2 separate regions of the Mus musculus genome follow, and region 2 is linked to region 1. A link is a contact called in public HiChIP or PLAC-seq data. All regions are on one chromosome and are shown on one strand. Each heading gives the region's core, a stretch centred on a gene start, on an enhancer-like site or on the middle of the called end of the contact. The rest is flanking DNA. Distances are from core to core; before and after follow the strand shown.

What was found. HiChIP or PLAC-seq counts read pairs in DNA pulled down with a chosen protein or histone mark.
Region 2: a contact with region 1 is called in an H3K27ac HiChIP or PLAC-seq map of heart atrium, with 5 read pairs. The contact joins two enhancer-like sites. A contact is called at or near these places in 1 of 15 datasets of contacts at CTCF or cohesin (the NIH/3T3 cell line) and 1 of 115 datasets of contacts at active chromatin or transcription factors (heart atrium).

Annotation. Positions count from the first base shown.
Region 1 is chr4:81,578,240-81,582,753 of GRCm38.p6, reverse strand. No RefSeq gene overlaps it. Among named protein-coding and RNA genes, the nearest start is that of Mpdz, 140 kb to the right of the region's middle. Within about 2 kb of position 1,938, at least 68 of the 459 cell types and tissues checked have an H3K27ac peak or open chromatin away from gene starts, as enhancers often do. A contact at or near this core is called in heart atrium, where this site is marked.
Region 2 is chr4:82,194,683-82,199,202 of GRCm38.p6, reverse strand. No RefSeq gene overlaps it. Among named protein-coding and RNA genes, the nearest start is that of Gm11264, 130 kb to the right of the region's middle. Within about 2 kb of position 1,337, at least 27 of the 459 cell types and tissues checked have an H3K27ac peak or open chromatin away from gene starts, as enhancers often do. A contact at or near this core is called in heart atrium, where this site is marked.

The DNA.
Region 1 (4,514 bases), core at 689-3,188:
GATAGAAAAGGCCACGTGGATGAGTTTCTGTAAATATGCCTTCCAGCCAAAACTTCGAGAGATTTCCTTTACACCCTGAATTTTGGTTGATTTTTGCAAGGAAATGGAAATGGGCATAGAACTAACTGTATGTGGAAGTCAGTCTGGGCTTTTTTATTTTAACATGAAAACTTTAACCTTGATAAGTAGAAAATTTCTAATTCCACTGAGGACTGGGGAATAAATATCTTGCTTTGAACTAAAATATAGAAATTCACAGCACCACCTATTGGTTTCAAAATAAATATTTTTTTTCATTTACTAATTATAAAGAAAAGTTTTTCAATGAATTCTTCTTCTGAAATACATCACATTTTAAATAATGTTATGATGGTGGTCTGGAAATATCCTAAACAAAGCACACAATTAGGAGATGAGGTAACATGACTTGTAAAAATAAATACAGATCGACATAACTATATACTCAGAGACTAGAAGTAAGGCTGCATGCAGACTGCCCTTTGAACATTGCGTGTATGAAGTTGTGCTGTTGTGTTTTGCTTTTCAAGCTCCCCTTTCAGTGCTGTTTCTAAGCTGATGGAGCTGTACTTTCTCCACCGTACAACTGGAGCAAACGGGTCTGCACTTGATTTCTCTCTTCGCATCGACCCCTAAAATCTAGGAAAGACATTACGCTCAAACGTCAATTAGTTCTCAGCGTTAGCTATTTCAGAATCTCCTTCACGGGGGTCTTTTACAAGTCAGCCTCATCACCAGATACCAGCCTCCTCTGCATCCTGGGCGTGTGTGCTTTCTACCCGGTGCTCAGCCTGCACATCTCTATCCAGAATACAGGACCGTTCCCAGAGAACCAGGAGGAAGGAAGTCCTCTCCGCTTTCCCATACACCAGGAAGCATATAGTTTCTATATTATGGAGGATAGTTCATGCAGACTCCCTTCTCCAACCTCAGGACAGTGCGGCAATACAAGGAGATCGCTTTAAGTCTACCACGGAACGTGGGAATACACTTTTCTTTGAACCTAACTCTTCCAAATGTATTACACGTTTAAATCTATTTTGTCATGATTGCGTTTGTTTGTTTGTTTAGGACTTCAAGTGATCTAGAAACCCTGAAATGCAGGCATCCTGGCCCTTGTCACTTCCATTGTGTAACGATTTGGGAATCCAAATTCTGTGGCAGAGCTTCAGACGGGACGGAAGGAGAACTTCCTTCACTTCGATGCCACTGTAAAGTGTTAAATGGTTTGATTCTGTTCACCTTTGTAAAACTGGAACAGGCACTCTTACAAGAAGAACGTCTGTATCTGAGAGCAAAGGAGAAGCCGCCGAATGACGGAACAGGGCTCCTAGGGAGTCAATCACAAGAAATTAGAGTCAGATTTATGTAAGGAAAAGAATTGTAAGGCTCAACTAATTAAATTATCCTTAGCAACTTAAAAATGGTTAAATTAGAAATTTCATGACTCAATCCAACATTAAGGTTTTTTTTTTTTTTTAAAGCACTCCAGCCATATTTAGGGGAAAAAAAGTGCAAAGAAGAGGAAAAGGAACTTTCTTACTCTACACTGTCAAATGGCTCATCCTAGCTCCCTCTGGGGTTGAGCATTTCAACCAAAAGCTTCGCTTCTCACTGAAGTGCCTGAAGGGTGCATTTCCAACTACCTGATTTAAATGAAACAGAATTCAAAATGGAAACCCTGATCTTTTTTGTGGAATTTTGAAATATTGCTATTTTGTCTTTTTTTTTTTTTTTTTAAAGGTCAAGAACATGAACATCATCGTGATTTGACTCAGAATCCTCTAAGACTTGTCTCATTTCGTATCTTGCCCCCTTGTATTTCCAAACAGACTTCTCACCAAGCAGCCTCCACACCCTCCCTGCGGGTCTCGCTCTCAGAGCGAGCCATAATCACAGGCTTCCATGCCCTGGCTGGCTTTTTGGCTCGGCAGGGCAGTTGCACTGCCAAGTTCTGCATCGAGCCCTTCATGGGTTTATCCTTACATGCACCTTAGTGACCTGATACATTTCATCTCTCCTCGTGCCCTCTTGTTGCTGTCTGGGCAGCCAAACGTCTACAGCTAAAAGGAAGAAAGCCCCTGACATGTTTTTGCCCTTTTCTCTGACAAACCTACTACTGGAGAAAAGCATGTTAGCAATAAAGGAAGGAAAGCCTGGGGTCAGCTGAGGCTGTAAGAGGCAGCCCAGCTGAAGTTTAAAGCGGCAACTAGTGTCGCGATTCCTGGGAAAATGAGAGATGTTGGTTTCAAAACATATAACACATAATCTGCCTCCAAACAGACTGAAAGCTTAGCTCAGACCTACCAGCTTCTCTTCTAAACATAAAACCAGGAAATTAGGCAAGTTTATTCCCTTTCCTTTAATAACGGACATTATCAGAGCGCTTCGGGGAACACAACCGTTTTTATGGAGTAAGAACCAGCAATTTTAAAACAAGAAATATGTGTGGGAACAGTGTTTATTTTTTTATACTTAAGTGCACATGCAGTGATTATTAATATTTACATACAGATGCACGTATGGAAATCATTGTCTTGGAAAGTGGTTAGAATCTAGAAACAATTGGCAGACAGAGAAAGGAAAACAGAACGGTCCAGTCTACCAAACCATCCCAGAGGACACTGCTCAGTAATGGGAAGGCTGATAACACAGCAGTGCTCCTGAAAACCCTGCAGAAGGGCAAGGATCCGTTAAGATTGTTACGGATTCTGATGTAAGATTTAGGGGACCTAAGTTCTTTTCAAATTGACTTCATGTGTGCACAATCAGCCTACAGCTTCAGGTGCAGGGTAGATATGTGTCTACTGAAGTCTTGGCAACTGGAGATAGCTGTGTTCCTTGAGGCTTGTTTGCTCGAGGGGGGAGAGATAGAGAGCCTTCCCTTTTGAAAAGACATTTGTACCACAAATGTGCCACTGTCCACTAACAGAGGCTGTGTTTTGTTACAGCTCTGCAGGATTCGGGGTGGATTTTATGCCGTTCAACATGCACACCGTGGAGGATTTCGCTTGTTTGGGTACATCAAGCAAGGAAAAATCCAAACCAAAACAAAAAGACGCACACAATCAACACACACACAAAACAGGATTGGGCTCCTTTGTTTGGTGTCTGCTGTAACCCAGATTGTGGCAATTATCTCTCTGGCTTTACAAGCCTTTTCTTTCATTCTAAAGGCAGTTTTTGGAATCACATTACACTTAACTCAGTTTAACAAATAAGAGTGGTCTGGCAAAATGGCACCATGTGCTTTCCACAAATATCTGTGGTATAGGCAAACTCTCAGTATTTTTATTATGCCCAAGCCTCTTTGGTTTAAAGCAAAAGGACCAATGCAAAGAAAAGGGAAAGCCCAGACTTGGGGACTTGGGGTGTGTTGGGGTCGCTTTCTGCACCAGAGTGAGAAGGGAGGAAAGATACATATTAAAAATAACTCGAGGAGGAAAGAGTTTGGAGAGGTTTGGAAGCGTTAGCAAGGCATGGTTTCCCCTGGTGTGAGCTACAGGCTAATGATAGAATAGTGGCATCTGGCAGGGGAGCCCCGCAAGGCTGACAATGAGCACACTGTAGCTAGCCTGTGCAGCTTCACACTCCTGCCTCCTCTGTAGTCAGGACAAAGAATTGCAGGACACAAGCAAAGTAAAAGGGGGTGAAAGGGAGTCTGCGCTCAAGTTTGCTGTAATACAAATATACATACACAGTGCTACAGATGTTCCTCATTGGCGAAGGCTGGCACATAATCATGCTATGTGCTTCATAATATTTTAATGAGCCTTTTCTCTAAATAGCAATGAAAATGAACAATAAGAAGCTCTTAGGGAGGGAAAGTTGGTACGTTTATATTTTTTTTTTCTGTCTATGGGGGAAAATTCTCATAATAGGTTATATTAGAATGGCAGGGAAAAAATACTAGACTGGGTTTAATAAAATTGTACTGTGTCTAAACTATGATTTCTGAAGCTAGTTTCTTTCTGTTTCTAACTTCAGCAATTTATTCAGGTTAAAGGAATAACAAAGCAGACAAGAGCATAGTTCTGGTGGGGACTTTTTCTCCCTCTGCCTCCTTTCTCAATCTCATTTAAAGAAAAAGAAAGAGAAAAACTTCCTCAAGTGGAGCCTTGAACAATGCCATTAATAGTTAATATATTGTGCCAGCTAAAGTCTTGAAATAAATAACAAACCACTTAATACGTGTTGTAAATACCGTGCTGACTTAAACATTGCTACACAAGGTTACATCTCTTCAGGGGACAGATGGGAGACTGGACCCCAGTGGAAGGGGCAGGGTGTTTCTTTTCCTTTCTTTTGCTTTATCTTTTTTTCATTACAGAAAAAATTTCAAAAAGAAGACTAATCAAAGATTGTTATCTACCATAATGCAACCAGATTTTAGCGTTACTACCCTTACAAAGAAAAGTTTTGTTTTGACCTTGGTCAGTATGCCATTTAAAACTACTACAATGAAAAAAAAAATCTATAACAAAATCAGAGTGTAT
Region 2 (4,520 bases), core at 88-2,587, 620 kb before region 1:
ACTCAATCTGGTCTGATGTTATCTTCAGGTCTACATGGGAACCATCACTCATGGGTGTATATTCACACACAGAGACACAGACACACGGATACACACATTAATTTAAAGGTAATCTGACATTAGTCAACGTGAGGTCTGAGGTTCTTTTCACTGTTGTCTTTTACAGTTCAGTATAGACTCTGATTCAAACAATCAGTTCATCTAAAACAAAGAGAGATTATTCTCTCCAAAATCTTCATGTATGGTGTGGATGTCCAGATTCTGGAGGCCATGCCCCATGCCTAAGACTTTTCCCCTGATTCCTCTTTACTTATAACCCTAACCTCTGCGGAGAGACTTTTGTTCTTTCATCATCTGTTGATCTATTATTGTCTTACCTCCTCTCCTGTCGCCACATAAATCTGGTTGGTGGTTGGTGGGGTCTGTTTTATAGGGCTTATTAGAAATCACAGTGAATCACCTCTGGTGCCAGCTTTGGGTCACAAAGGAGGTCTGCCAATTTTTCAGTAGCATTCCCATCTTGGGAGGAGTAGGGAGTTCCTCACACTAGACTGTCAAATGACAGAGTGGCTCATTTAGTCAATCAGAAAGACACTTGGTCCACATAGAGCAAAGGGCACAATAGTTGATAGTGTCTGTTGTAAAGTCTCCTACCCCATTCCCTTGTCTCTGTTTTGTAAACCTGCTGCTTGGAGAATGTTCTTTGGAATTTGGTAAGTCCCATGGACGTGAGAGGTCATCTCAGGGAAGCTGGTGTTTGGGGTCATCACGCTTTCTACAGCCTGATGGACAGACAACAGGGAACACGGATTACATTTAAACTCAGCTGCTTGTTCCCGTGAAAGAGTAATTCATTTATAGAATTGTGATTTCTCCTGCAGAAAAAAAACAAAGAACAAACAAACAAACAAACAAACATCCCCCAGAACAAAACCAAACCCAGCTGCTATTTTTGGGGGTAAGAGTTTAAATGAAAAGCCTATGAAAGTAAACTACCCTGCCAGGAAGACTCTCCGTGAGCTTTCCAAATCCGTTCACTAAAGTAGGAATTTGAAAGCTGCACCACAAATTGCCTTTCCCTTCAACCGGGATGCTTATTATGGTCCTGGCTCCTCACTGCTGGCCTATTACTTACACATGAGTTTCGTTACCCTGTATTTTAATTATATGTATAGAGCAAGTTTTATGTTCCCTTCTCTGACTACTCGTAAACTTCACAGAGATCACCCAAAACCATACTGTTCTTAAAATAGCCTTTGCCTCTGTCCTTGTAGTGATACCAAATGACATTCTCTTGACCCAGCTCTGGCTTGTATTAAGTACACTTGGAGACTGGCAGACATGCTCATCCAAACCCCAGCTTAGTTTGAGTTAAGCATACCCCAGTTGCCAGACTCTGCGCCTAGAACACACCATTAGAGACATGTCATATGACTGGCAACAGGCACAAGTGGAATTTCTGCGGCATCCTTTGAACGTTACCAGTGTTTGAGTCAGAGCTGTGGGCTCTGGAGGCGATGCCACTTCTGTTAGCTGTGATGGGAACACGCATGGGTCTGCCTGCTGCTATCTCTAGGTGTTTCCCTCTCTGCTCTGTGCAATCATTCTCTGGTCTGAGAGCCACAAGATGTACGGTTTGTAATTCTGGGGGAAGAGTGCAGCTAACTCGAAAGGCTGGTCCCAGTATTAAATGTCACCAAAATGAGTGAAGAGAGTATTCTAGCCTTGATTTGCAGGTCAGACTGTTACAATTTCACCTTTCCCCATTTCTGCTGCACTATTTCACTGCCATGGGAAACAGTGTAAATCAGCCACTGGATGGCTCACATCTTCCTCTTTCTCCCCTTAAAAATACAAAGCTATCTTCCCTCCTACAGATCATTATGGCTGATAAATCAGAGACTAACCATAATATTTTAGGTGACGTGGCTATAAAATATGATCCGTGAGTGTTTTCCTTTCTGAAACTTCACTAATTGTGGCATAATTCACTATCACAATGTTTTATTTTAATTCACATAAACAGACCAGCTCAGAAGGATTGTTTTAATAGAGGAGTAATATCACATGGCCGTATTTGTTAAAGAAGCAAGTGTTATTGACCCAGCTGAGTATCCTTGGTGGGTCAGGGGCTGTGCCTCAGGTTTGCAGGTTTCAGTGTGTTTTTCTAATCTTCTGTGGCTCTCCCTAGGCGTGAGCACAATGTACATTCGTCTGTCAGCCTGGGACTCATAATGGAATCATTTTAAACTGGCGGTGAATCTTGGCATTCATCGTTATGCTGTGACACAACTAGAAAGAAAGAGAGATGTGTTATGTGTTCCTTTCCCCATGTGGTATCACTGAGGCTGGAGGACCAGTGTGACTGCTTGGCATCCTCCTTTCCTGTGCCTCTAAGTCCACAACTTTGACAATTTGTTCTTTTTTTTTTTTTTTTTTTTTTTTTTTTGTATACAAGTTTGTGAAGTTTTCAAATTCCTGGGTCTTCGATGGTAATTCTTACTGATGAAACGTCTCTGGGAAAAAAGGAATTTGGAATGAAAACAGATGTTATAAAATTCATGTGTTTGACAATATTTTTTTTCTTTAAAATAACAATAAAATCCATAGCTCAAAGTCAGGGAGGCTCCTATCAGGGGTTCTGATGAGAAACACTTGTAGATCTCTCTGACAGAGTACCATGGCAGCAGAAGTGCTGACGACGCCCTGTGATGAGTTGAGTTATGGTCTCTAGCTGAGTAGCTGATTATCCAGTGTTCCTACTCTCCAAGATCTGTTGAAAAGTCGCAGTTGAGTGAGCATGAGGGCTTCCTGGTATGCATGTGAGGTGCGTAGAGATGCCCTCTGTGGGGCTACAGGCTAAGGGACCATGTGTGCCACAAAACTTCAACTTGAGCTGAGCCCTTGGCTGGGTTTCTGGGTCAGGGCCTCAAGTAGTTCCCAGCCTTTTCCTCTTGTGGTTGCCGGCTTTCTAATTTTGGTTTCTAATTGTACCAGCCATTTTACCACAAGACCACAGCTGTAAGGTGGCATTTGGAAAAAAGGAAATAAGCCTGTCGGGTTCCACCCCTTCCTGTTAGAGGGATCAACTGACTGTATTATGTTTATCACAGATTTTTAACATGAAAAGGAATTTATAAGCCATGTATCTAATTTCTCTTGATTTTCTTCTTTACTGCCCATCAACCATAGGCTCCAATTTTACCTGGACAAGTTGAAACAGATCTTTTTACTTTTATCATTTTTATATCTTGCCAAGCAAAGAGGAGTGAGACTTTCTTATCTCGTACTGCAAAGAGCAGGAGACCTAGGGAATGAAGTTCATGTGACTTCTTAGGACATGTGATTTCTTCCCCCGTCTCTGCCTCTCTTTTTCTATAAAATTTGTAAATTATCCCCTAGCTCTAAGACTCTTTTGAGGCCCAAGGAAAGCTTGGTGAGTCTGGAGAGATGCAGGAACAAAGCAGAAGAGATAGTGATTGAAGCATTCTTTACGTGTGTGTGTGTGGGGGGGGGGGGGATGTAGAGATACTTGGATAACACATCACCAGAGCTCTTTATAAAGACATAGAACTCAGGGATAGAAGGCTTAATTTCTTTTTCTTTAGAAATGGTGGGGAAAGTTATTTTTAAGTTAAGAACTGAGCTACAGAAGAAAAGTGAAATTGGGCTATAAACTTGACTAATCAAGTTTCAGAAAATGTCTTAAGGATGTTAAGCAAAAATTAGGAGTCAACTAGGACAACTTCCCCTAATGTTTTTGGTGATTTTTATGAAAATTTTCTTTTTTTAAAAAAAACACTGACAGTCTGAGAAGATATGTGACCCAGCTCAGATGCAATAGGCTGGAGCAGCATATTGTGATGCTATCTGAGTGAAGGAGAGATGGCTCATGTTGTCTTTAAACTACATCAGAAAGAAATGCATTTAGCACTTTCCCTCAGGCTACCCTACAGCCAGGGTGTGTGTGCAGGGAAATAGATGTTGTCCACTGACACATGTTTTTGTTTCTGTGGGATGGAGCTGTGGAGTGGAGCAGTGTGAGGCTCACTTAATTGGTCATCTCTATGAAGCTCAGAAGATTCTAGCTAGCTTTTGGGGAAATTTAAATGCACAGTTCTTTTTGTTCATTGTTCAAATGTTTGACCTAGTATTTGGAGGTTACTTTAATGGGCGTGATTGGCATGTATAAAATGTAAGCCTTTCCTGGTGGCTTTGTGTGACTACCATGGTCAGTTGCTTCTCACTAATATGGTACACCCAGCCCTAACAGTTAATTTCTTAATGTGAATAAAATTAATAAATTCACCACTAGAATAGAAACAAACATAAAAACCCAACCCAAACTAAATATGACAACAACAACAACAGCAACAACAACAGTCAATCCTGACAACAAAACCCAAAAATCCAACCTTTTAATCCTAGCTAAACTTGGTTACAAAAGTCTCCTAGCATTCTTGAGGCAGAAGCAGGAGGTTTGCCAGGTTCAAGGTCAGCCTGGTCTGCATGGTGAGTTC